Regions from separate parts of the Mus musculus genome. Here region 1 is linked to region 2. The links are chromatin contacts, called in public promoter capture Hi-C maps. All regions are on one chromosome and are shown on one strand. Each heading gives the region's core, a stretch centred on a gene start, on an enhancer-like site or on the middle of the called end of the contact. The rest is flanking DNA. Distances are from core to core; before and after follow the strand shown.

Region 1 (5,387 bases), core at 1,948-4,447, 240 kb after region 2:
TCCTCAGAGAGTAGAGGAATACAAAGGGCCAGAAGCAGAAAGCGAGCATCTATATCTTTCCACTTAATAGTACTTACCAAATAATCTTAGTAATCTTTCTGGATTCCAGCTCTCAAAATGGCTGGACCTGAGCCTTCAGGACAGGGAACAAGTTTTCCAAGAGAAAACATTGTGAAGTATGATGTATGCGTCACTGTCATCCTCCGGTGTTCAAGCCAATAGCTGTGAAAATCCTAAGTGATCTTTGTCCGAAGGATTTTCAGACTGACACTCTATAAGCAAGCTCTTAGCTTTTTCAGCAAGTTGTCCCATGACTTTCTAGGAACCATGTACTTTTAAAACATTTCGTTTATGCTTGCCCCTTCTTTCTTTCTTTCTTTCTTTCTTTCTTTCTTTCTTTCTTTCTTTCTTTCTCTCTCTCTCTCTCTCTCTCTCTCTCTCTCTCTCTCTCTCTCTCTCCCTCCCTCCCTCCCTCCCTCCCTCCCTTCCTTCCCCCTTTTTCTTTTTTTAAAAACTCTTGTCAAAGGAAACAGAAATGTCTCCCCCCCCCCCCCCCCAAGACAGGGTTTCTCTGTATAGCCCTGGCTGTCCTAGAACTCACTCTGTTAACCAGGCTGGCCTCAAACTCAGAAATCCGCCTGTCTCTGCCTCCGGAGTGCTGGGATTAAAGGTGTGCGCCACCATACCCGGTTCAGAAATGTCTTGAAATCACACAAGTAGCCATAGCAGTAAGGAATCTCTAAAATTTCTACAAATATATGAGATTATATGCAAATATATGAGGTGGTTATATTTTGTGGACATCACTATAATGAATGCATTAATAATTCTTTATCTATGTGAGGATGCTCTCTGTCTCCAGGTATTTTTCAAAAATCACCTTCATGACTGGTACTCTCACCTCACCCCTGGACATGCTAGAGGCAAGGTAAAACTTACACAGTCATGGTAACAATAGGAGGGAAGTCCAGAAAGAAAGACATATGATCCAAAGAATAACTTCCCAGGATAGTCAGGTGAAGAAGAGCCTATAGATCTGTTCACTTGATTTTTCTTTTCTCTCTTTCTGTGGCCCCGGAGTTTATGCTTTGCCCAACTGTGTGGAACTGGTAGTGATAGTGTCAGAATATTACAGAAAGCAATTTGTGGCTATGGGGTAAAGCAGACCACTAGATAATCTTTGGAGTCATAAAAGACTTTTAGGAACATCCAACCCTAACCCGGTGTGTTTATTTTAACTACAGGGGGAAACGCAGTTAGAGAGAGAAGCCGCTGGACTCCCAGAGGTAACACAGATAAGTAATGATAAAGCAGGGACCAAGGTCTCTTGATTCCTAGTACTTTGGCCAAGAACTGTAATGTTGACAAAGGACTGAAAAAGGAGAGAGAGAGAGAGAGAGAGAAAGAGAGAGAGAGAGAGAGAGAGAGAGAGAGAGAGAGAGAGAGAGAGAGAGAGAGAGAGAGAGAAGAGGAGAGAATGTAGACTTGGTGAGTTAGAAGGCTAATAGAGTGTTCTCTTATGTGGTCTAAGAGGAAACAAGTTTTGGGGTAAAGGTCCTTGGAAAGAGAAGATTGCACACATTTGTCAAATATTGGTTTTGGCTGTTAGCTCTCCTGCTTGTATGTAAGCTTCCATGACCTGCATCTTTAAGAAATATTTAGATACAAAGAGTCTGTGGAAAGTGGATTCTTCCTTGCTTTTGAAGGAAATGAGCATGTAAAAAAAAATGACTACATGCGGCTCAACAAATACACAACACTTATTTATTACTTATAACGCAACAAGATTTAAACCACTACATGCCTCTAATATAAATATAAACACACAGTTTTTTTTTTTAACCTTGTAAGTTCTCATGACATGATTCTTAGGAATTTACAGAATATAAAGGAGAAACTTTTCCTCTGTGAACTTTTCTAATTTTTTTCTGTGACATTAGAGAAATGGAAGAGCATATACATATCTTACAGTTAACAAAACTAATTTAATTACTTTTTAACACAGTGGTGAAATGAATGGCTTAGCCAGAATTTAGGAATGCAAGAGCATATATAGTCAGTGCTATCAGAGACTTATTTGAAGGGAGATTTTTCAGAAAGTGTTAATTATTTTTTAGTGAATCACTTAGTACTATTAATCGTGAGACTGAACATGACTTCTCCTGAGTTGGAGTGCATTTTGTCTTTGGAAAGGCAGTCTCTGCTTTCTCTACTTCTTTATTTCTTGGCAGTGGTTACTGTTTTATTGATTTGGAGTGGGTCCCGCATTTGGAGTCACACATCCCTAAAGGGTCTGGTTGTGAAATGAAAGTGGAAATTAGACGGCATTGGAACGGGACGAAGGAGTACCTTTAACTTCGGAGGGAACCTGCTAGCCACTTTTCATTGCCTTTTGGGTGCCCTGGGATAAAAGTGGGAGGTGGGTTAAAAAGAAACAAAAAACAAAACAACAACAGCAGCAGGAGCAACGATCACAAAGAAAAGCCAAAGGACATAAGAAAAGCCATGTGCCAAGAGTGAATTAAAAGTAAAGGATATTGAACTTGGAGACCGTTTGCTGTAGACATCATTGGAGTAATTTGTGTAAACAGTGCGGCCACTACGTGCAGTGACAGCGCAATGTTTTTTATTTCTTAATCATGACAGGTAGATAGATAAATACACAAATGAATGAATGAATGAATGGGTGGGTGGAACTCCGCGCCATTTGCTATAGATCCTTGGGCAGAATTACATAATGTGGGTCTGAATATCAACCATATAGAGATTGCTTAATTACTTTGTCGAATCAGGTAAGATAATCAGGTGTGTGTTTAAAAATTTTGATGGAACAACGTTCAGTGGGCAATCGTAACTTTAAACCAGGAAATAGACCCGCAACCCTTACCGCGTTGGTAGGTTACAACTCAAGCCTCGTGGCTGGTGGACTGATAAAATTCTATTTCCTTCCAAAGGGGAGCTGCCCGGAAGTCCTGGTAGGGAAGCTGGGAGCTAGGTGGGCGGTCTAGGACGCACAAAGGAGTTCTGCTGCCTAAGGCGTCCAACGCAACCACAACCTGAGGCTTTGGAGAGTTGGGTTGGACAACCTAGTGTGAGTTGAGAGCTATTCCGGTCTAAGAGTGCTTTGCGCTTGGTTATTGGGGGGAGGAGGGAGGGAAGGGGGAAGGACAGGACCCTGACCACTCCCCTGGACGGAAGCGCAGGTTGGGTCTTGTGGGTCTAAGCCTCTAAAGGTGACTTTGAGCCTCTTTCCCACCTCTTTCTGAAGGATCAGCTGCGAGTTGAAGGAGTGAGAAGAGGTAAGTTGGGACTTTGAGACCTAAACCTGGACATACACTCTGGAATCCTCGGATTCTTCACCTGAGACCACCTTGGGTTAATAAAAGAAGCAGTTGCGGGTGTAGATGGGATGAATAATGTTCAGGGACGGGATTAATTTATTTTTGAGAAGTTTCTGCCGTCAGGAGTCTCCGACCTTAAGGATGATGAGCTCAAAAAATACATTGGTGTTCCTAAGAGTTGGACACCGGGAAGCTAGCTTCGGGAGTGGCAAACTCCGGCGGGTGATAAAAGTGTGAACCTCAGAGAATACTGATAAGCGAATGACTGGGGCCTTCAGGGTCTTAGATGGCTCTGTACTAAACGGAGGTGTATGGGCAAGGCGAGACGCTTTAGAGCTAAAGAATTCTCTAAAATGTGAAGGAAATATTCTCAGACTGGCAGGGCTCAGTCTTTTGTAACTTCCACCACGCTTTCCGAATCTCTGACTTTCGCCCACCATTCCCTCCCACCCCCCACCCCTGAGGCCCAATAATGGCGAGAGCCATTTCTGCGCTTCTCCCTTCTAGATTCTTCCAGATGACCTAAAGCCTCATAGTTGGTGATGTCTCCCGCGCAAAGTTAGCCTCTGGCCCCGTCACTCTATTGGCGGTTCCTAGCCCTCACCACTCCCTAGGGAACCACGTGTGGGAATTTCGCTGGGATGTTAGGATCAGGGAGGGTGACTAAAAATCTCAGTATGTAGTTGTTTTTTCGGAGAGTGGTGTAAGGGATAGGTGGGCAATAGAAGACTACGGAGTGGAAGATTTTTTTTTTTTTTTGAAGTCGGGGTTGTAAAGGCAAAGACCTTGAGCAATTGTGTCTTCTGTTTCCTAGTCGATAGAACCAGCTCTATATTCGCTCTACTGCTTCCCAGCTTCATAAACGGTGAGTTTTGTCTACCTGGGCATCTCCAGCTTTTCTGTATAGGGGACATTTCGTTTGTGTTCCGTACCACCATTGCGCCCAAGGCCCGGGAAGCTCATTAGCCCTTGCGCCACGCCCGTGAAAAAGTGCGGGTAGACCCCGCAGATCAGATTGGGCGGATCTTCCGCTCCATTCCTATAGATCATGAAGGACCTGGTTTTTCTTGATATGGGCCAGGGAAACCCCACCCTACGGGAACCTGTCCTGGCCAGGTGTCCCACCAGAAGCCCAGCGAGCTTCGTCACTCGCATTCCTGTAGATTGCAGCTGGTAGATCCCCGGCAGTCCAAACTTAACTCCCAGCATTTTTGGGTGTGGTACGGGCCCAAAGAAAACCTCTTCTTCTCTCCCCCAAGAACAGATTTTTTTTTTTTTGAGAGTCTTCATATAAAAGCACAATTAAAGTACAGGGTGGGGTAGACCAGACGGGACCTTCGATTTTGTTTTTAGGGTCCCCCATTCTCCTCACTTCAAAAACTCTTGGACGGGTAAAGCACGAGATTATGCTCTAGGTAGACCAGGGGATTGCAAACCTAGAAAACAAACAACAGCTGAGAAATTGGGGTGTGAGTCCAGTTGTCGGGGCAAATGGGTGTTCGGGTACGCTTGCGGTGTGAACTTTCTACGGATCACTTGTGGAGGGAGTTGAAGGAAAGGAGGGAAGGGAACCGCCCCAGGGGTCCTCGTGGCGAGGTCCGTGCTCACTGGGGGAGGTGTCTACCTATGCCTGGGCGGGGGGAGGGGGGAGAGGCGGGGGGAGGCGGGGGGGGGCGGTGGGCGGGGGGAGAGTGTCACCTTGTGGGCGGGAGAAGGAGTCTACCACGAAGAGCAGGCTAATTGGCTCGAGACATTTTGCGAGCATTGGAAAAAGGTCGTTGAAGGAGTTCGCTCTACAGAGAAAGAGAGAAATCTTAAAAAAGAGTGCCGGGCATGCGCATAGAGAGGATGCCATATTGGAATGAGGCTGTAGTGGGAGCTGGAGGACCCGAGCGGGCGCGCTAGGGAGGCGGCGGGTAGAGAGCGAGCGAGCAAGAGAGGGCGGGTGAGCCGGACCCGCGCCCACTCCGGTCGCCCCCGGGGGCCAGGTTCCACCATTCCTGGCAGGACAAACTTAATCAGGTAGGACGCCGCCCCAGACACGGT
Region 2 (5,173 bases), core at 934-3,433:
ACTGCCTTTTTGCAATCCTTGAGATACTCTGTTTCTGAGCTGACCTGGAGTTTTCCAGGTAGTTCCAGCTGGCCCCAACTTTGTAATAATCCTCCTGCCTCAGCCTCCAGAGTGCCGTGATTATACGCATCACCATACTCAGCTCTTTTAGATGTTTTGACACAGTGGTTAATGGCTAAGTTTTCTCTCCAGAGACATGATACAAAGTCCGGCCTACTGGGTTTCTAATCTATAAAAGCTGGACTTTAGAAAGTCAAACATTCATAGCCAGACAAAGCCAGTTTTCTCTCAGCTTAGCGTTACTTCCATAAACACCCCTTTTCTCAGTATGTGGGCTCTGTGTGAGAGAAGCCAAACCCTTGTTGGCACAGCAGAGCTCTCCCTCCCCCACAAAATAGGAGATTTCCCAGGTCATCTCAGCAGCTTCCAAGATGTCTAGTTCTTTGGACCAAAGTTTCTCCAAGCTGCTCCCTTTGACAAAATAGCCAGAGGAAGGAGAATGGGTGATTTTACTAAGTGCCCTTTACCGGTAGAAACTTCTGGAAAACAATGTCAAAGTCCCTATGTACAACACCTTGATAATATTCTACATGACTGTAACAGTATTGGACTACTCTCCATTAGGAAAAAAAGGCACAAATTTTTAAGAAAATAGAGTCATCTTTTATCTTGTCTCCATTCATGGTCTCTTACACTTACTTTCACCATTTGGAATTGAGTTTACTCTACCTGATGTCTTCCATTCTCTTGCACAAATGGGAGTTTATCTGGGGCCAGTTCCACAAGATCACTGTATTCTGCAAACTAAAAAAGATAATTGTGGATGCTCATTTCTTTTAAAAGTCATCTACTGTAAAGAGGCATTCATTATACTATTTCTTTATATTCATTCCTCTGTTGTTAGATTATCTTATTTTTGATACAACAATTTCTTTAATATGTATATTTGCTAGTGAAGTCTCAAATTTGTTGGGTGTGAGAATTCAGGTTTGAGCTTGCCTGAACGTGATAGGGCAGCTATGTAATCAGATGATAAAAGGTTCCCAGGAGAGTACCTGGATGGATTTAGGGGGACTTAATCAACAAATGTATGAAAAAAGGGCTGCTTAGAAATTACCAGAAAAAGACTAACATGTTTGGGTGTTTTACCCTCAATGTGAGATTTCTGACACTTTCTTGTGGTTTCCAAAGTGTTGGAAAATATGATAGTTTCTAAGCAGAGTGATTTTCTCTCCTGAAAACATACTGGGTTTTTTTTTTTCTTCAGTATTTTTCTGTGCAGTCCATTCTGTGGTATTCTCTAAAATAATCCTGTAACACATGTTTCTCTGCCAGCCCAGAAGTAGCTCTAATATGATATTCAGAATGTCTCAGTTAAAAGTTTCTGCTATACTGGGGTGTCTGACGGTCTCAAGTGGAGAGCTGAAACCCATGGCTGTCATTCCTGAATTTTGCCAGCTCTGTTGCCGCCTTCTTTTTCAGAATACTTAATTTGTTCTTATTACAAAAATAATTGTTCGCTTACATATAAAAGACAATGATGCTTTGAGAATGGCTAAGTAAAAGAGTAACAATATTATTTCTAACTAACAGGACTAGCAATCACTGCGCAGTACTAGTCCATGTATGGTACCTGTATGTATGGTACCTGGTAGTTTACATACCCCTCTTAATTGGCACTGAAGTTTGGAATAGGTCTGTTATTACATATGATTTTATATAAGGAGTGGGCAACTATGCTCTATAAATGCTACATAAATATCTGACCACCGGATTTGATTTAACTTTCATACAAAAATCTGATAATGTCTTAGTAAGCAGCTGCATTTCATAATCATAATCAGGACGTGGCAGCAGGAGGAAGAACATTCTCTCAAGTTTCTGTCCTATTTCAGAGCAAGTTCATTGACTAGGAATGGCATTCAGCCATTTGCAGCCTGTTTGTCCAGGCCAATAGCAAGGAGTCCTGCAACAGTACTTACTTCTGAGTTTCCGTTTATGGGGATTTCGAAGGCTTGTGCTTCCAGAAGAAACAGCCAGATGAGAAGGCACACAGGCCGCTGCATTTTGCTGGACATCTGTGCCAAGCTCCCCCGAGCAGATGGTCTGGGGAGAACTCCCCACCTACGGAACCAGGTTAGCAGGAACTTGTCTGTTGATGAGAGCAGATCGTTTTAAAAAGAAGAAAAAAGAAGAAAGAGCACTAACTTTGCTCAAATTCAGGACAAATATTTGTTCTGGAACTCAAACCTGAGCTGTGGGGGTGGAAGGGAAAGCTGGGGTTATTCAAACAGCAAGGCCAGGAGCAGTTCCTGGGCTGTGAGCATGAGTCAGGGTCAAACAGCAAGGCCAGGATCGGTTGTGCATTCCTCTACCCTTGATTTTGTTGATTTTAATTGATCTCAAAATCAGAGAGACTTGAAGATAATTATCACCCTCTGTAAATGTTCAAGTAAGGCACTATATTAAGGAAGTAACCCAGAAAGAAGAGCTAAACTCACAGTGTCTGGAGATAAAAAAAAAAATTGTTTAAATAGCAGCAGGAGGGCTGGAGAGATGTCTCGGTGATTATGAGCACTGGCTGTTCTTGCAGAGGACCCAGGTTCAATTACCAGCACCCACATATTGGTGCACAGACACACACAGTCACACACACACACACACACACACACACACACACACATCAATACAACACACACACACACACAAAATAAATTAATCAAAAAACATTAAAAAGAGAACAAGAGGCATTTAGAAAAAATAAGAGAAGAAATGGAGTGATTCTCTGAAAAGAGAATTCATGGTTCCCTTCTTCCCCTCTCACTTTGATAACTGGGCAGTTGCTACATGCAAGGAACAGGGGAGGTTGATGCAGGGGACCAGGGCTCACTTCTCAGGGAAAATATTCATGAACTGAAGTGTCCCCCTCTAGCTGCTCCTCATCTCTGTTGGCATAGTGGTTCCGTCATTCTTGTGAGTCATACGGTGAGAATACAAACTATGAATTGTAAAATTGTTACTATGTTATTACAACACCATGTCCTAACTTCTGGGAAGGGATTTAAAGAGAAAACAGGATGAAAAATCCATATCTTCAAAAGATGGACAACAAGCCCGTTGGTAAATAAAGGGAGAGAGCTAAGCACCTAGCGGGGACAGTTAATAGACTTAACTCACATAGTGCACACCTCAGTGGAGGCTTTATTATGTACTGGGTACCAAATCCATAAGAGAACGCATGGGGATCATCCTGGGATCACTCACTACAGTAGCAGAGTAGGACAGAAATGCACTGGATGAGGGACAAACTAGGTCATGCGCAGTACAAGGATGGGATCCACTGACCTGGAGACGTGGAGAGAAGGTGGGGCTTTATTAGCTGGGTCTACAAGGATAGGGGTGATTGCTACAGGCTCATTGTAGCAATGCTCTTAGGAAGCAGGATGAGCATGACCCAAGGAAGAGGGGATATATCAATATGTCAGGAGATGGAGGGAAAGAAGAAGGAATAGGCAAATGAGAACACAAGTATCAGGCCAGAGGAGCCTGGATTCTGCACTCCAGGCAGAAAGACCTCAATAGAGATAGAACGGGAGAGGACAGATGGTACCCCCTTTTAATAAAGGACACTTTGGGTGTGGCTCAGATGATGAATGTAGCAAGGCATGAACTCAAGGACCTACTTCAGAGACTGACACTCCTTTTGAGATAGCCTGAGGTCCTGGACCAAGGCAAAGACAGTGCAGCCAGCTTGAGATGACAGTTGGTTCATGAGCTAGTCACATAAAATGCTAGATGTCAATATGAAATGGTAGGAATGCACACTTTCCAAGCATTTACCTTTGATATGTAGATGTGTGTGTGCTAATTATTGCCAACTAATGAAAGCACTGTGCTGACTAATGAGGCTGTGTGTTGACAGCTGTAAGAAAATCATATAGACAGATAAATAGCCAAGACATCATGGTGATTATCGGATTGTCTAGCTTTGGGGCAACTTAGAATTTCCCCTTTACAATAGTAGTTAAAAATCTGTCCTTTTAGGTCACACCTGCTTCTACTATTTGCTCACTCTGGGATAAGCATCATCTCCCATTGCTGTAGACTGAATTGTGTCCCTCTCAGATTCATAGACCACACCTACTATAGCAAGAGTAAAGAAAAAAATGACAGTTAAATGATGTCAGAGGGGTGAGGTCCGTGATCCAGTAAGAGTTGTGTCCTTATAAGTTTCCCCATGAAGACTCAATAAGAAAGCAGCAGTGCATAGATCGAGAAGGACCTTCCTATGGGAAGCTAACCAAATGGTAACTGGATCTTAGACATTCATCCTTTAGAACGTGAAGAGTAAATTTCTATTATTCAATCTGCTCAGCTCACAGTATTTTTACTTATGACAGCTTGAGCTAGGACATTAATCGCCTTCTACATCATCAAGCTTTAGACCATTAAATATGGTCATGTATCTGGGATGCTTGGCACCGGGGTTGGAAAAGTGCGCGCTCAGTGGTTAAGACCACTCGCTGCTCTTTCAGAGGACCCAAGTTTGGTTTCTAGTACCCACAGCAAGCTGCTCGAAACCATTTCCAGAGGGCTCCAACACCTCTAGCATCAGTAGACACCTGCACTCACATGTTCATACTCATGCACACACACACATGCACATACACACGCCCCACATACGCAATTCAAAATAATAAAAGTAAATAAATAAATTAAATTTTTTGCAAACTTGCTAAATGCTCAGTAAATAATGTTTGCAAATCATGTTCATGCAAGGGAATATAGATTTTGGTGTGAAGACACTTGGGCACAAAAAGATGGAGTTCCACAATCGTTAGCTATACTTACCCACAACACTTCTTTGCTTCAGATTTGGAAGAGCAGATCTTAGCTCAGTGCCTGGCAGTCTGTTTTTCTGCTTATCGTGAAGAGCAAATAAAGACTTGTTCAACTGCTTTGTTTTGTTTTTTGTTTTTTTTTTCACCATAGATTATTTTGTCATATGGCTACTTTTCTTTCTCTTTGGTTTCTTCTAAACAAGTAACTCATCTACATGTATTTCCTATCTCCTTGATTTTGCACACTGGTTAACATATGAAGTTATTTATTTACTGTAGACCAGGGAGACCTAAACACTGAGGACATTTTGTGTATTGTCCCAGCCTAGCAG

What was found. Capture Hi-C pulls out chosen DNA fragments and counts their contacts.
Region 1: a promoter capture Hi-C map of adipose tissue shows a contact between it and region 2. The contact joins the promoter of Sfmbt2 here to the promoter of Itih2 in region 2. A contact is called at or near these places in 2 of 39 promoter capture datasets (hippocampal neurons and neutrophils), 2 of 484 Hi-C or Micro-C datasets (embryonic stem cells and muscle stem cells) and 4 of 9 other capture datasets (adipose tissue, embryonic tail, liver and 1 more).

The regions. Positions count from the first base shown.
Region 1 is chr2:10,367,254-10,372,640 of GRCm38.p6, forward strand. It overlaps Sfmbt2 (Scm-like with four mbt domains 2), which reads left to right and starts at 3,198. Exons shown (of 23, transcript NM_001198808.1): 1 at 3,198-3,299.
Region 2 is chr2:10,128,500-10,133,672 of GRCm38.p6, forward strand. It overlaps Itih2 (inter-alpha trypsin inhibitor, heavy chain 2), which reads right to left and starts at 2,184. Exons shown (of 21, transcript NM_010582.3): 1 at 1,983-2,184; 2 at 730-804. The coding sequence starts at 2,078.